Regions from separate parts of the Sus scrofa genome. Here region 2 is linked to region 1. The links are chromatin contacts, called in public HiChIP or PLAC-seq maps. All regions are on one chromosome and are shown on one strand. The core of a region is the stretch at or near the end of the contact, and the rest is flanking DNA. Distances in the headings are between cores, read along the strand shown.

The links. HiChIP or PLAC-seq counts read pairs in DNA pulled down with a chosen protein or histone mark.
Region 2: an H3K27ac HiChIP or PLAC-seq map of alveolar macrophages shows a contact between it and region 1. The contact joins two enhancer-like sites. A contact is called at or near these places in 1 of 47 Hi-C or Micro-C datasets (epiblast stem cells) and 1 of 2 datasets of contacts at active chromatin or transcription factors (alveolar macrophages).

What each region holds. Positions count from the first base shown.
Region 1 is chr7:40,250,103-40,256,465 of Sscrofa11.1, forward strand. All of the region lies in intron 5 of RUNX2 (runt-related transcription factor 2), which reads left to right. Among named protein-coding and RNA genes, the nearest start is that of SUPT3H, 92 kb to the left of the region's middle. Within about 2 kb of position 4,374, at least 11 of the 83 cell types and tissues checked have an H3K27ac peak or open chromatin away from gene starts, as enhancers often do. A contact at or near this core is called in alveolar macrophages, where this site is marked.
Region 2 is chr7:40,483,866-40,490,190 of Sscrofa11.1, forward strand. No RefSeq gene overlaps it. Among named protein-coding and RNA genes, the nearest start is that of CLIC5, 320 kb to the right of the region's middle. Within about 2 kb of position 2,661, at least 11 of the 83 cell types and tissues checked have an H3K27ac peak or open chromatin away from gene starts, as enhancers often do. A contact at or near this core is called in alveolar macrophages, where this site is marked.

The sequences.
Region 1 (6,363 bases), core at 3,124-5,623:
ATCTGGTGTTGCTGTGGCTGTGGTGTAGGCCAGCAGCTGCAGCTTTGATTCAACCCTTAGCCTGAGAACTTTTGTATGCCCTAAGAAGATGAAGAAAAAAAAAAAAAAAAAAAAAAAAAAAGAAAGAAAGAAAAGAAAACCCTGAAATCTAAAATATCCTCAGTTGACAAGGATATCTGGGAAAAAAAAGGAGGATGCTAGTTAACATATTCCTTGTGTTAAGCTGTTTAATCTACCTGGAAATGTCATTTGAATTATTATTTTTTATTCAAAGCTTGCCAAAATGAAACCCGTCTTTCTAGTGTCTGACTTCTTATGTTGGCAGGCTCTGTGCAGTAGTGATAAAGACACAGCCACCATAAGTTGGAGAGTCTGTCCCGCAGAGCCAGGTGGAAGAAATAAGCCAGGTCACTGGTTACTTGGCTCAGGGGTGCCTGTGACCGAGAGGAAGAAATAAGAGACCCAGTCAGTCACTGTGGTCCAAAGCTTTGGGGTGGTTCTAAAGTTGCAGACGTTGTTCTAAAGGGCATTTTTCCCTGTTTATGAGACAAGGAAGCTCGAAGGGCTGGACTAGGACAAATACAAATAAAGACGCTCTGATTATGTGACAGATGCAATGAGGTGTTCTGGGGTAGGAAATGAAAACCAATCCAGTGCTCATCAGAGGCAATGCAGAGTATTTCTTAAGTATCTTAAATTCTCCATGAAATACCTAGAGTTCATATTTCACTTTTATTTTTTTAATTTTTTAATTTTTATATTTTTGTCTTTTGTCTTTTTAGGGCCACACCCATGGCATATGGAGATTGCCAGGCTAGGGGTCTAATCGGAGCTACAGCTGCCGGCCTACACCACAGCCACAGCAACACCGGATCCAAGCTGCGTCTTCAACCTATACCACAGGTCATGGCAACACTGGATCCTTAACCCACTGAGCGAGGCCAGGGATCAAACCTGCAACCTCATGGTTCCTAGTCGGATTTGTTTCCACTGCACCATGATGGGAACTCCCATTTTTATTTTTTTGTTATTATTTTTTTGGCTGCTCCCATGGCATACAAAAATTCCTGGGCCAGGTATCACATCTATGCCACAGCAGTGACCAGAGCCATGACAGTGACAGTGCTGGATCCTTAACCCACTGTACCACCTGGGAGTTCTCTCATATTTCGCTTCTGTAACTTTGAAACCTCATGAAGAAATACTGGGTTACTAAGGAACCAGCTGTGATAACCTCCACAAATTGTACTTTTACCTAGGGCCCAAAATGTGTTAAATGGCAAATGCAAAATGACCTTCTTCAGTTTCTCATCCTTTTTGTCGTGTACATTAAGTCAACAAAAAAATCATTTCCTTGATTATTGTTCCTCTCTTGTATAAGAAACTCCACTGGAAATACATTAATAGCAGACTGCTAATGGAATCATCCAGTAGTTAGCGCCGTGAACCTGTCACGCTTCACCTACTCATTTTGTAAACACAACTTAACTGGGAATGAGCTGGGGCAGGACAGAGAATGGTTTTAAAGGTGATCTGGAGGGAGTTCCCGTGGTGGCTCAGCAGGTTAAGGACGCAGCGACCTCCCTGTGAGGATGCAAGTTCGTCCCTGGCCTCACTCAGTGGTTAAGGATCTGGCATTAAGCTGCAGCGTAGGTGGCAGATGCAGCTTGGATCTCGCGTTGCCGTGGCTGTGGCGCAGGTGGCAGCTGTAGTTCTGATTCAGACCCTAGCCTGGGAACCTCCATGTGCCTCAGGGATGGCTGTAAAAAGAAAAAAAAAAAAAAAAAAAAAAAGAGTGATCTGGAAATAGTGTAGAACCTTCCAACACCCTGAACTTCCAGAGCTATTGCCCTTTTGCTAATGATTCTGATTCTCAAGTCAGTGGTGCCACTGATGCCAAACCTCAAGGTCCACGACCATCCTCTCCAAACAAACTTGCTGGCAGGAATGTGTTGCTATGGTCTTGGTTCTAAAACCTGACAGGGACCTGTGGCGTTGAACCACTGCCTCTTCCTTCCTCTCCGACTGACTCCCCTTCCCCTTTTGTATGGAACATTCTTCGGTTCTTATTTCTTTCTTTCTTTCTTTTTTTGTCTTTTTTCCTTTTCTAGGGCCGCTCCTGCGGCATATGGAGGTTCCCAGGCTAGGGGTCTATGGGAGCTATAGCTGCCGGCCTACACCACAGCCACAGCAACTTGGGATCTGAGCCGCGTCTGCAACCTATACCAGAGCTCATGGCAACGCCGGATCCTTAACCCACTGAGCAAGGCCAGGGATCAAACGCACAACCTCATGTTCCTAGTTGGATTCATTAACCACTGAGCCACAACGGGAACTCCGTTCGGGGTCTTATTTCTATCCAGATTTCTTGAGTTAAAATCTCATACTCCCCTCTTTAGCCTCAAACTCTATTCTTCCTTCTTTTAGTTGAATTTATTTTAGCTTGGGTTCTTGACGTAAGGGTCTGACATATTTTTAATTATTTATATACTTTTTATTCCGCATTTATTATGACCGTGAGTCTTGGGGCTCAGGCTATAGAGTGAGGGGAGGGGTATTTAGAGCCATGGGATTGAAAGAAACACATTTGAAAATTGGAATTGGGAGAAGGGGCTAGTGAGGGAGACTGAGCGGGTGCGGTCAGTGAGCAGGCGGGGCCCGGACGCCTGTGGTGTCCTGGAAGCAAGGGACTCAGTTCCAGAGTAACGTCACCAGCGGTGTCAGATTCCGCTGATTGGGTTTGGCAACATGGAAACCATCGGTGATCTTGGCCAAAAGAAATGTCCGGGGAAGGACAGGTTCACAAGATGATCTGGGGAAGTTTAAGAGGAGGCGGGGAAGAGGACATATTATTTTTTCTTAAAGATTATTGTATCAGCTTTATTGAGGTATAGCTTACATGTCATAAAATCCACCCATTATAAGTGTTCAATTCAGTGATATTTTAGCAAATTTTTTAAGTTGTGTAACCATCATTGCAAACCAAGATTGTTCTTTTCCCCCCTCCCTCTTTTTTTCTTTCTTTCCCTTCCTTCCTTCCTTCTTTCTTTCTTTCCCTCTCTCTCCCTCTCTCTTTCTTTCTTAATTCAACTTTTTTTACTGCACACACTTTTTTGGCCATTCTTTTGGCATGTGGAAATTCCCAAACCAGGGATTGAACCCATGCCACAGCAGCCACAACACCAGATTCTTAACCCACTGCACCACAAGGGAACTCTGTAGCTTGTTATTTTCTTCTTTCTTTTTTTGGGGGGGTGGTGGTGGAAGGACTTTAGAACAGCCTTTGAGAGGTGATCCTTGAGGGGATTACAGGAGTGGGCAGGACCAAGGAGGAGGTGGCACAGCAGAAGGGACACTTGCACTTCGTTTGTACACACCTGGAGCCCCAGTACAGACCTGTCAAGAGGGAGTGTCCTTGACAAACCCCTCTGTCCCTCAGAGCCTTGATATCATCAATGGAAAAATAAAAATCAAACCTACCTCTCATGGTGTTTGGGGCAACATGTATCATATGTGTTCGTCTTTTGTCAACTGCCACATACAAGTAAAAGTCTTAACATCTTCGGTGTGTGGTAGAAATTCTAAAGAAAAGCCTGATCATTTGGAGGAAGCTGAGTCCCCAAGAAAGTGGGAGTGAATTACTGAGTGAAATGAAGACCTTCGTTAAAGGGATGGGGGAGGGGCGTTCTCTGCTGATGCAGCAGGTTAAGGATCTGGCGTGGTCACGGCAGCAACTTGGGTCGCTTTGGCGGAGCTGGTTTGATCCCCGGCCCAGGAACTTTCACATTCCGTGTGTGTGTGTGTGTGTGTGTGTGTGTGTGTGTGGCCAAAAAAAAAAAAAAGGCACCAGGAAGTGGGGTGGGGTGACCATATGGTGTGAAGAAGGAGTCAAGAGAAAGGCCGGAGGGGAGCGGAGCATGCGTGGTGATGAGCAGGGTTCCAGCTGCGGGGTGGCGGGAGGATGGCTTTGTGGGTTTGCTGGCTGGAGGGTTGGAAGTGGAAGGTTTTGGATTTCTCCGTGATGTGGACTTTCAGGGATTGTAACAAATTCTGCCTCTGTCTGCCGAAGAGCCGCTGTGCGGAGATGCCCCTGGCGTGTTTTAGTTTGGAGGAGGAAGCAGGAGGAGCCAAAGGCAAGGAAAGGAGCAGGAGGCAGGGAACAGACGGAGGCACCGAGGCTCGAGGTCCTTCCACAGCCTGAGCATGATGAGGTTCAGGGTTGGAACCTTCTTGTAGGGAGTTTACGTGCCATTAGATTCAGTCTCAACACCTCGGGGAAGAAAAGTGCAGAAGGCAGGAGTCTGCATACAGTCAGCAGGCATTTATTGAGCACCTGCTATGTGCCATTGCTGTTCTTGGCCTTCCCCTGGGCCCTGTTCCCCTCTCTGTTCTGAGCGCAGACTGCCTACCCTTGGCAGGAAATGTGTGGGAGGAAGCCACACTGACAAAAACCGGCTTAAGTTTCCTTTTCATTTCTTTGTTTTTTGGTTCTGTGAGGGATTATATCTTCCTGGGATTCTCTCTGTTCTTCTGTGCCTGTTAAATAGTTTGCTCCATGAATCTGTGATATCTGTTAGGTGAATTAACCCTATTAATCTCTGGTTGCAATTTTTCAAAAAACGTGACTCGTCAGAAGGCATTAATTACTAGCCTGTAAAATGTTTCCAGGGCAGGGAATTCCCTTCATGGCTCAGCAGTTAACAAACCCGACTAGGATCCATGTGGTTGTGGGTTCGACCCCTGGCCTCGCTCAGTGGATTAAGGATCCAGCATTGCCGTGAGCTGTGGTGTAGGTCACAGACTCGGCTTGGATCCCGGGTTGCTGTGACAGTGGCGTGGGCCGGCAGCTGCAGCTCCGATACGACCTCTAGCCTGGGAACCTCCATATGCTGCAGGTGCAGATCTAAAAATATAAATGAATAAAATAAAGGGAAGAAGAGGTTCCATTTCTGTCAGTCTGTCTTAAGGAAATTGGTTTTCATACATGAAAAGTTACTCCATGTAAGGCACCGCAGAGTTATTTATATCAGTGAAGCAACCTGTTTTCTATTTCTTATCCTGAGGGAAGTGCTGATGTGATCTTTCCCAAGGGAATATTCAGAAGAGGGTGAGGCCGGTCCATTGTCACCCATTCAGCATTAAGCTGTGGCGGGGGGGTGGGTGTGTGTGTGTGTGGCTAATTCTGCCTTTGTTCTTCTTTGATATTGATGTTCTTACGAGTCTATGCGTAGATGTAGGAGACCACATAGTGATGCAGTTGTGGATTTAGGTGGGAATGGACAAGATGAATAAGGGAACTTTTGAATCAGCTAAAACCTAACTTCAAGCCTGCAATAATGAGTGCTCACTAATTTGTGAACTATTGTTTTGAGTAATTCAATCAGGACCAGGGCTCTGGCTTTCATGGTTTGTGTGGTGACGCTCTGCAACCATTCACAATCGAATTTTATAACCAGTATATCTGTAATTGATGTCATTAAGATGATGGACGTCGGTTTGGGTTTTAAAGCAGATGTTCAGTGGTTAAGATTAATTTCTCGCCATGGTTTTGGAGGTTGAAAGCAAAATGCGAACAGGAGTAAACCTCTCCCTTTCAGAGCAACTAACTTGAACTTGGAATGAAACGTGAGCAAGTAGGCACCAACTGCGAGTTAATTTTGGCACTGATGTCTGGAAAGCATCACCATTTAGCATGCTTTCTATGAGCCATAAGGTGATAGCGTCTCTTTGCGCTCATGGAAGGAGAGAAACAGGTTACTTGCTTAAGCCCAGACTCTGATGGACCGAGGCTGAAATCATCCCCACCTGGACCCGTGTGAAGGATGCAGTGGAACCAGCAGCTTCCCAGAGCTGCAGCCACTGTGTATCTGACCTGAAACAAGAGCGAGCGTGTCACGGCCAGATTTCCCCTCCACCAAATATTGGTTGGTGACTTTTCAACAGGAGGAATCTTTGACCGGATGGTTCTGTTCCTGGGTCACTTCTTTGTCTTTCTTTCTGGTTTTAGGAGCACAGGTAACAAAAGCCATGTTGATACCCTCTCATATAATAAAATGCATGCCATTGCTCTCCAGTAGAAATAAAACCTTTCCATACAGAAGCAGCAGGAAAAGCCTATACAAAGAAGCCTTTCTGTCATCCTCAGGCATGTTAAAAAGTGAGTGAGTTGATTAAGTAAATAGTAAACACTAAAGGTTGGGCTCTACGCTTAACAAGCTGACATTAGGGCTTTTTAAGTTCCCTTTTTATTCCAAAAGGACAGAGAGGTTTCCTTTCTAGCTGGGGAGGAAAAAAATCTTCCCTGCATTAGTCTGTATTTCATTTGGTGTAGGTTGGTCTTTTTCCTTCTGTCTTTCCAGCAGA
Region 2 (6,325 bases), core at 1,411-3,910, 230 kb after region 1:
GCGGCTCCACAACACAGCCACAGCAACATGGGATCCAAGCGGCATCTGCGACCTACACTGCAGCTTGTGACAATTCCAGAGCCCAAAACCACTGAGTGAGGCCAGGGATCAAACCTGCATCCTCATGGGCACTATGTTGGATTCTTAACTCACTGAGCCCCAGCGGGAACTCTAAGCAGTCCTTTCTTAAAGGTTGGTTGCAATGTCAAATCAGAAATCATGTCAATATGCTTATGTCATTAAAATCCATTGGTCCACCTTGCACTTTGCATGGCTCTTTTTCCCACACTCAGGCATGGATCACTGGGAAAGTGTGGGTTCATCAAGTCATGCAGACTTTTCCCAAAGTTCACACCTTTCATGGTCCAATATCAAAATCACATTTATCCATATCATCTCCAGTCTCATCAGAAAAGCCTTTGCATTTGGGGAAGTGGCAGGGACAAGTTTCCAATATTTTAATTTTTGCTTGAAACCCAGTATTTTATTTTATTTTATTTTTTATCTTTTGTCTTTTTAGGGCCACACTCGTGGCGTATGGAAGTTCCCAGGCTAGGGGTCAAATCCGAGCTGTTACTGCTGGCCTGCACCACAGCCACAGCAACACAGGATCCGAGCCGTGTCTGTGACTTACACCACAGCTCATGGCAACACCGGATCCTTAACCCGCTGAGTGAGGCCAGGGATCGAACCCACAAGCTCATAGTTCCTAGTCGGATTCGTTTCCGCTGTGCCATGACAGGAACTCTCATTGAAACTCAGTATTTTTTTTCAGTGAGGAGGTGACACTTGAGCAAAGACTTAAAGGAGGGGAGGGAGAGAGCCTGGTGGTATCCTGGGGAACAAGAGACAAGGAAGAAAGAATAGCCCTGAGGCAGGAGCACACTTGGCGTATTTCAGCAACAGCCGGGACTCCAGGCATGCATGCCAGCGGTGGTAGAAAATGAGATGGCAGAAGAGACAAGGTCAGGGGTGGGGTAGGGGGGTGCTCCAGGCCGTCATAAGGGACTTGGGCTTTAATTTTGAGTTGACTGGAGAACAACTGAGAGGCTCTGAGGAGAAAGAGTGACATGAGGAGTTCCTGCTATGGAGCAGTGGGTTAATGATCTGGCTTGTCTCTGTGGAGGTGCCAACTCCATCCCTGGCCTGACTTAGTTGGTGAAGATCTGGCATTGTTGCAGTTGTGATGTAGGTCGGAGCTGTGACTCAGGTTCGATCCCTAGCCTGGGAACTTCCATGTGCCATGGGGGTGGCCAAAAAAGGAAAAAAAAAAAAAAAAAAAAGGATAATATTTTCTGTAGCAGGAGGGATAGTGCTGAATGGTAGGCGGTGGTCAGAGGCCATGTTTGTAAGGTTTGTACATTTAACCTTGAATAATACCTTGCACAGAGTAGGTGTTTAGGAGAAGTATGTTGGGTGAAGGAATGTCCTATATTTCTGTGTCTTTTGAGGAGCAAGTCTGTGTCTGTCCACCAGCTTTTGTCACAGTAAAAAACACCCCTGGAGTTCCCATTGTGGCTCAGCAGGTTGCGAATCTGACTAGCATCCATGAGGATTCAGGTTTGATCGCTGGCCTTGCTCTGTGGGTTAAGGATCCAGCATTGCCATGAGCTGTGGTGTAGGTCGCAGACATGGCTCAGATCCCGTGTTGCTGTGGCTGTGGCTGTGACATAGGCTGGCAGCTGCAGCTCCAATTGGACCCCTAGCCTGGGAACTTCCCTATGTCGCAGGCATGGCACTAAAAATCACCCCCCTAAAAAAAAAAAAAAAAAAAAAAAAAAAACAACTTAATGGTTTAAAAAAGTAAACATTTCTTTCTTTCTTATGCTCTGTTCCTTGGTTGCAGTTCTGAAGGATGGGGAGAGGACAATGAGCATCTGGGAACAACAATCAATAAAGGTCACTCTGAGGGGGTGGTGTGGCCACAGTCAACTAGCGCATAGCGCATTTGACTATCTCTTTGGCTGATGGGGCCCCCAAAGGCCATCTTACAAGAATGCCGCTGCCAGAGTTGAGTCATTGGCTTGTACACACAAAGAATAAATGCAGAGTCCTCCTTCTGTGATTCATTCCAAAAGAAGGGCCATGAAACCATGGCCTTTTCACCCGAGGAGCACAGAGCTTATCTGAGGCTTGCTCAACCCTGACGGAAAGTGTTATGTTTGGGGCTCGGGAGCCACGCTTGGTGTGTGGCTGGGTGGGGTTGGGGCAGGGAGAGTCTCGGGTCTTGGTCACAACATCAACCAGCAATATCAGAATCCCACGATGGGGAAGGGGAGTTGTTAACATCCCAGACTCCTGGACCACCCAATCTTTGGCCCTTGGGCCAGGGATTTCCAGCCTTTCATACCCACTCTAAGGAGAAGGTGCATCTTAATAAGAGAAAGGTAAAAATTGTGCTACATCACAAGCACCTGCTCCCAGCTGCCCTGCCCTGGTCTCTGTTCTCTTCATCAGGCAGCACTTAGAGGTTGGACCTGGGGTGGGTTCATTGTCCCAGGCTATGCTCCAGTCTGAGTATAACTGGAGACTTGGATGAAGTAACTTCAAACTCTAGGGAACTTTCTTATCTTAAATTGACCCCATGACCCGGCCAGGTCACCATCTCCATGGCCATCCTCTCAACTTCCCCATTGGGGTTCAGCAGGCTGCTTGTCTAATATTAAAAGGCTGTCTCACCCAGAAAACGGAACATTGCCCTTTCCTGGCTCAGGCCCTTTAACCTTGAACTACAGCCTCTGGGTTTCAACACGTCTTTGGAGAAATGCTTCCTTTAAAACAACAACAACAATCACAACAACCCTCTCTCCCCCAAAAAAACCCTCAGCTACCAGAATGCTACACATGCCAGATTCACTTTTGTTGGGCGATTTTGTGGGCCAGAGCTTTTGCCTTTTAACCACATCAGATGATTAACCTTGGCCCGTAGTCTGGCTTCTCCTACCCCCCACTCCCATGGGACTGGCTGAAGTTTCTTCTTTTCAGGCCTCATCAAGTTCAAGCATCTCAGAGACACCTCCACGGAGGGCCTGTTTGTGATCAGGAGTGATTTATAGCAGCACTAAAACCTCTTGCAACAGACAAATTAATACCCAGACACCTTTTCAGCGCCTCCTCCAAGAAAGAGGTTTTGACGTGGGGCCAAGGTGCAGGAGGCCAGCTGTTCCCCTCCAGCTCCTTCGGGCGGCAGCCGCTGGGGTCACACCCAGCTCAGCCGGAAGTTCCGCGTGCTCCAAATTTGTCTCTGCTTTTGACTCCGCTTCCGTCTCTGTTTTATGTCTCACTTTTGAGGGTGTGGATTCATTGTTCCTAATAAAAGGAACACCGAGGAACACGTTGGGGTTCAGGGAGATGGAAGAGACCCGAGTCTTCTTTGTACATCTTGGGTCTGAGCCCAATGGACTTTTCCTTCTTAGAGGATCCCGACAGCGATTCCCACTTTTCCTTTGATGGACATGGAACTGGTGTGTTACCAAAATTCCACTTACCTCCTCGAGGTTCATGATTCAATGTGATGAGCCTCTGTCTGTAACTTCCAGTCAAGAGAAAAATCAGACTCCAGAGGCCAGGTAGAGGAAATCGTTGACGGACACAGAAACAGCAGTATTTAAAAGAGGAATAAAGAATTCACCCAGGGGGAGTTCCCGTCGTGGTGCAGTGAAAACGAATCCCACTAGGACCCATGAGGTTGCAGGTTCGATCCCCGGCCTTGCTTAGTGGGTTAAGGATCCAGGGTTGCCGTGAGCTGTGGTGTAGGTCGCAGACTCGGCTTGGATCTGGCATTGCTGTGGCTCTGGCGTAGGCTGGCAGCTGTAGCTCCGATTAGACCCCTAGCTTGGGAAACTCCATATGGCACACGTGCAGCCCTAAAAAGCAAAAAAAAGAATTCACACGGGGAAGGGGAATGGAGTTCCCATTGTGGCTCATGGGTAAGGAACCCGACTAGTATCCATGAGGATGTGGGTTCCATCCCTGGCCTCGTTCAGTGGGTTAAGGATCCAGCATTGCTGGGAGCTTCAGTGTAGGTTGCAGATGTGGCTCAGATCCCTTGTTACACACTGTGGCTGTGGTGTAGGCCAGTAGCCGCAGCTCCGATTCAAGCCCTAGACTAGGGAACTTCTGTATGCCACAGATGGGAGCCTAAAAAGCCAAAAAAAAAAAAAAAAAAAAAATTCACACAGGGAAAGACTAACTTTCAAGATCATGTAAGGCAAAGGCAGGGCTTTTAATCAGTGGTGTCTCATTTCCTTTTTTTTTTTTTTTCCTTTTCACAACCACACTGGTAGCATATGGAAATGCCAGCCTAGGGGTCCAGTCGGAGCTGCAGCTGCCAGCCTACACAGCCCCAGCAACACCTGATTTGAGCTGCATCTGCGACCTGCACTGCAACTTGTAGAACTCCACATCCTTAACCTGTTGAGCGAGGCCAGGGATGGAACCCACATCCTCATGAATGATGCTGGTCGGGTTCTTAACTCGCTGAGCCACAATGGGAACTCCTCAATTTCCATATCTTTAAGTAGGATAATTAAATTTTTGTAAAGTGAATATTTCAAAAAGGAATTAAGAAATGAACTCATTGCTGTTATGAGGTCTCCCCCCACCACCCCCCCGCCCCGCTGCTGAGAGGCAAGCGTTAGGAATAGGCCTGTTGCCTGCAGTTTTAACAGCAACAGTTAAACAGAAAGCTCAGAAAGACTTTCTTCAAAAAGTGTCCCCGCCCCGGAGATCAGGTTTTTCAGAAGCAGCCATCATCAAGCCATTATCGCCTAATGACTGTTAGGAACCTGGGTTTTTAAATAAATGCCCAGGTAACCTTGTTGCAATAGGTCTTGTGTCAGGGAGCTGGAACATCAAGAAGGTCAAGCTGATCCGTTCATAAACTCGGCTCTGGTCCACCCTGGACCTTGGCTCCCCATCTTCCTGACCCTGGACTCAGAAATTCCTCTTCTATGACTCCATCCTAAGGAGAGTTTCCCAAAACTGCTGTGTGTCTTTGCACACAGAGTTATTTGTGATCATTAATTTAGAAATGGGCAATGTTAGAAAATAAACATCTTTCAAGAGGGGAAAGAGTAAGCGGATATGGCAGCTCCTCTTAATGAAACGCTCTGCAGAAATTCCAAATGATGTTTGCTAAATCTGTATGATTAGAAGGTGAAAGCTCATGATAGAACAACAAACAAGATACTGATTATAAATGCTAGCAACTAGGTTGAGAGGGGAAACTCTCTCTGTGCAAAAAGAAATGGCAGGCCAGAAGCAACCAAATGGTAACTGAAGTTGCCTTTGGATGAAGGTCGCTGAATGTTTTTGCATGCATGCACATTTGCATATGTGCCTACATTTGCATATGTATGTATATTTGCATGTACATTTTCTAGGTCAAGAGGGGAAATTTCTCTCTGTACAAAGAGAAATGGCAGGCCAGTAACAACCAAATGGTAACTGAGATGCCTTTGGATATACATATATTTGCATACGTATATATTGTATATATTTACATTTTATGTAATGATCAGTTATTGCTTTTATGTTCTATTATGTATATACATGAATCTCCATCTATGCATATCTTTATCTCAAAAACCAAAGCATTGCATGGATTGGGTGCTGAAATAGGACCTGATCCCTCAGCGTGGGTGGTTGAGGTCAAAGGGGTTCCTTTTTAAGGGAGTTGGTGGGTGTGCTTGTCAGTGGCATGGATGGACCAGCAGGTCGCAGACAAGCAATGTTATCCTTGGCCAGGAAAGAGGTATGTGTCCAGAGACAGTGTTTTCTCTTACAGAGAGAGGCAGATGCCATTTCGGAACACAAGAGAGCTAGCTGATGTAGCTCCAGGAAACACCTGGGACAAAGATGTAAAGGATGGATGGAGCCCCTCCAACAAGCAGGAACCGCCTCCGTCAGACTCGAAAAGCCATCAAGTCACCCCTGCAGAACATAGTTGGCCTGCAAAACCCCTTATCTGGTCTGATAATAGACGCTGAAGCTTCCCAGCTGGATTAGAATGATCTTTGTCTCTTAGAATAGGGACAGAAAAGAGCTTTGATGACAATCCTGGTTGCTTGAAGCCTGTGTTGGAAAAATCACGAGCAATCTGGGATTTTTAAAGAAAGCCCCAACACCCATATCAGTGTGCCATCAGCACCCAGGCTGGTGCCAACTGTGTGCTCGGTGCCCCAGGGGACTCTCGACTGAGCTGGTCCTTGGTGTCTCAGGAGGATCTGTCTGCCCTGAGCAACCAGGATGGAGTGGCTTCCTGAAAAGAGCAGCTTTTCTCCCCAGGCTCACCTGGCCTCAGGTGCACACTGATGAGCATCCC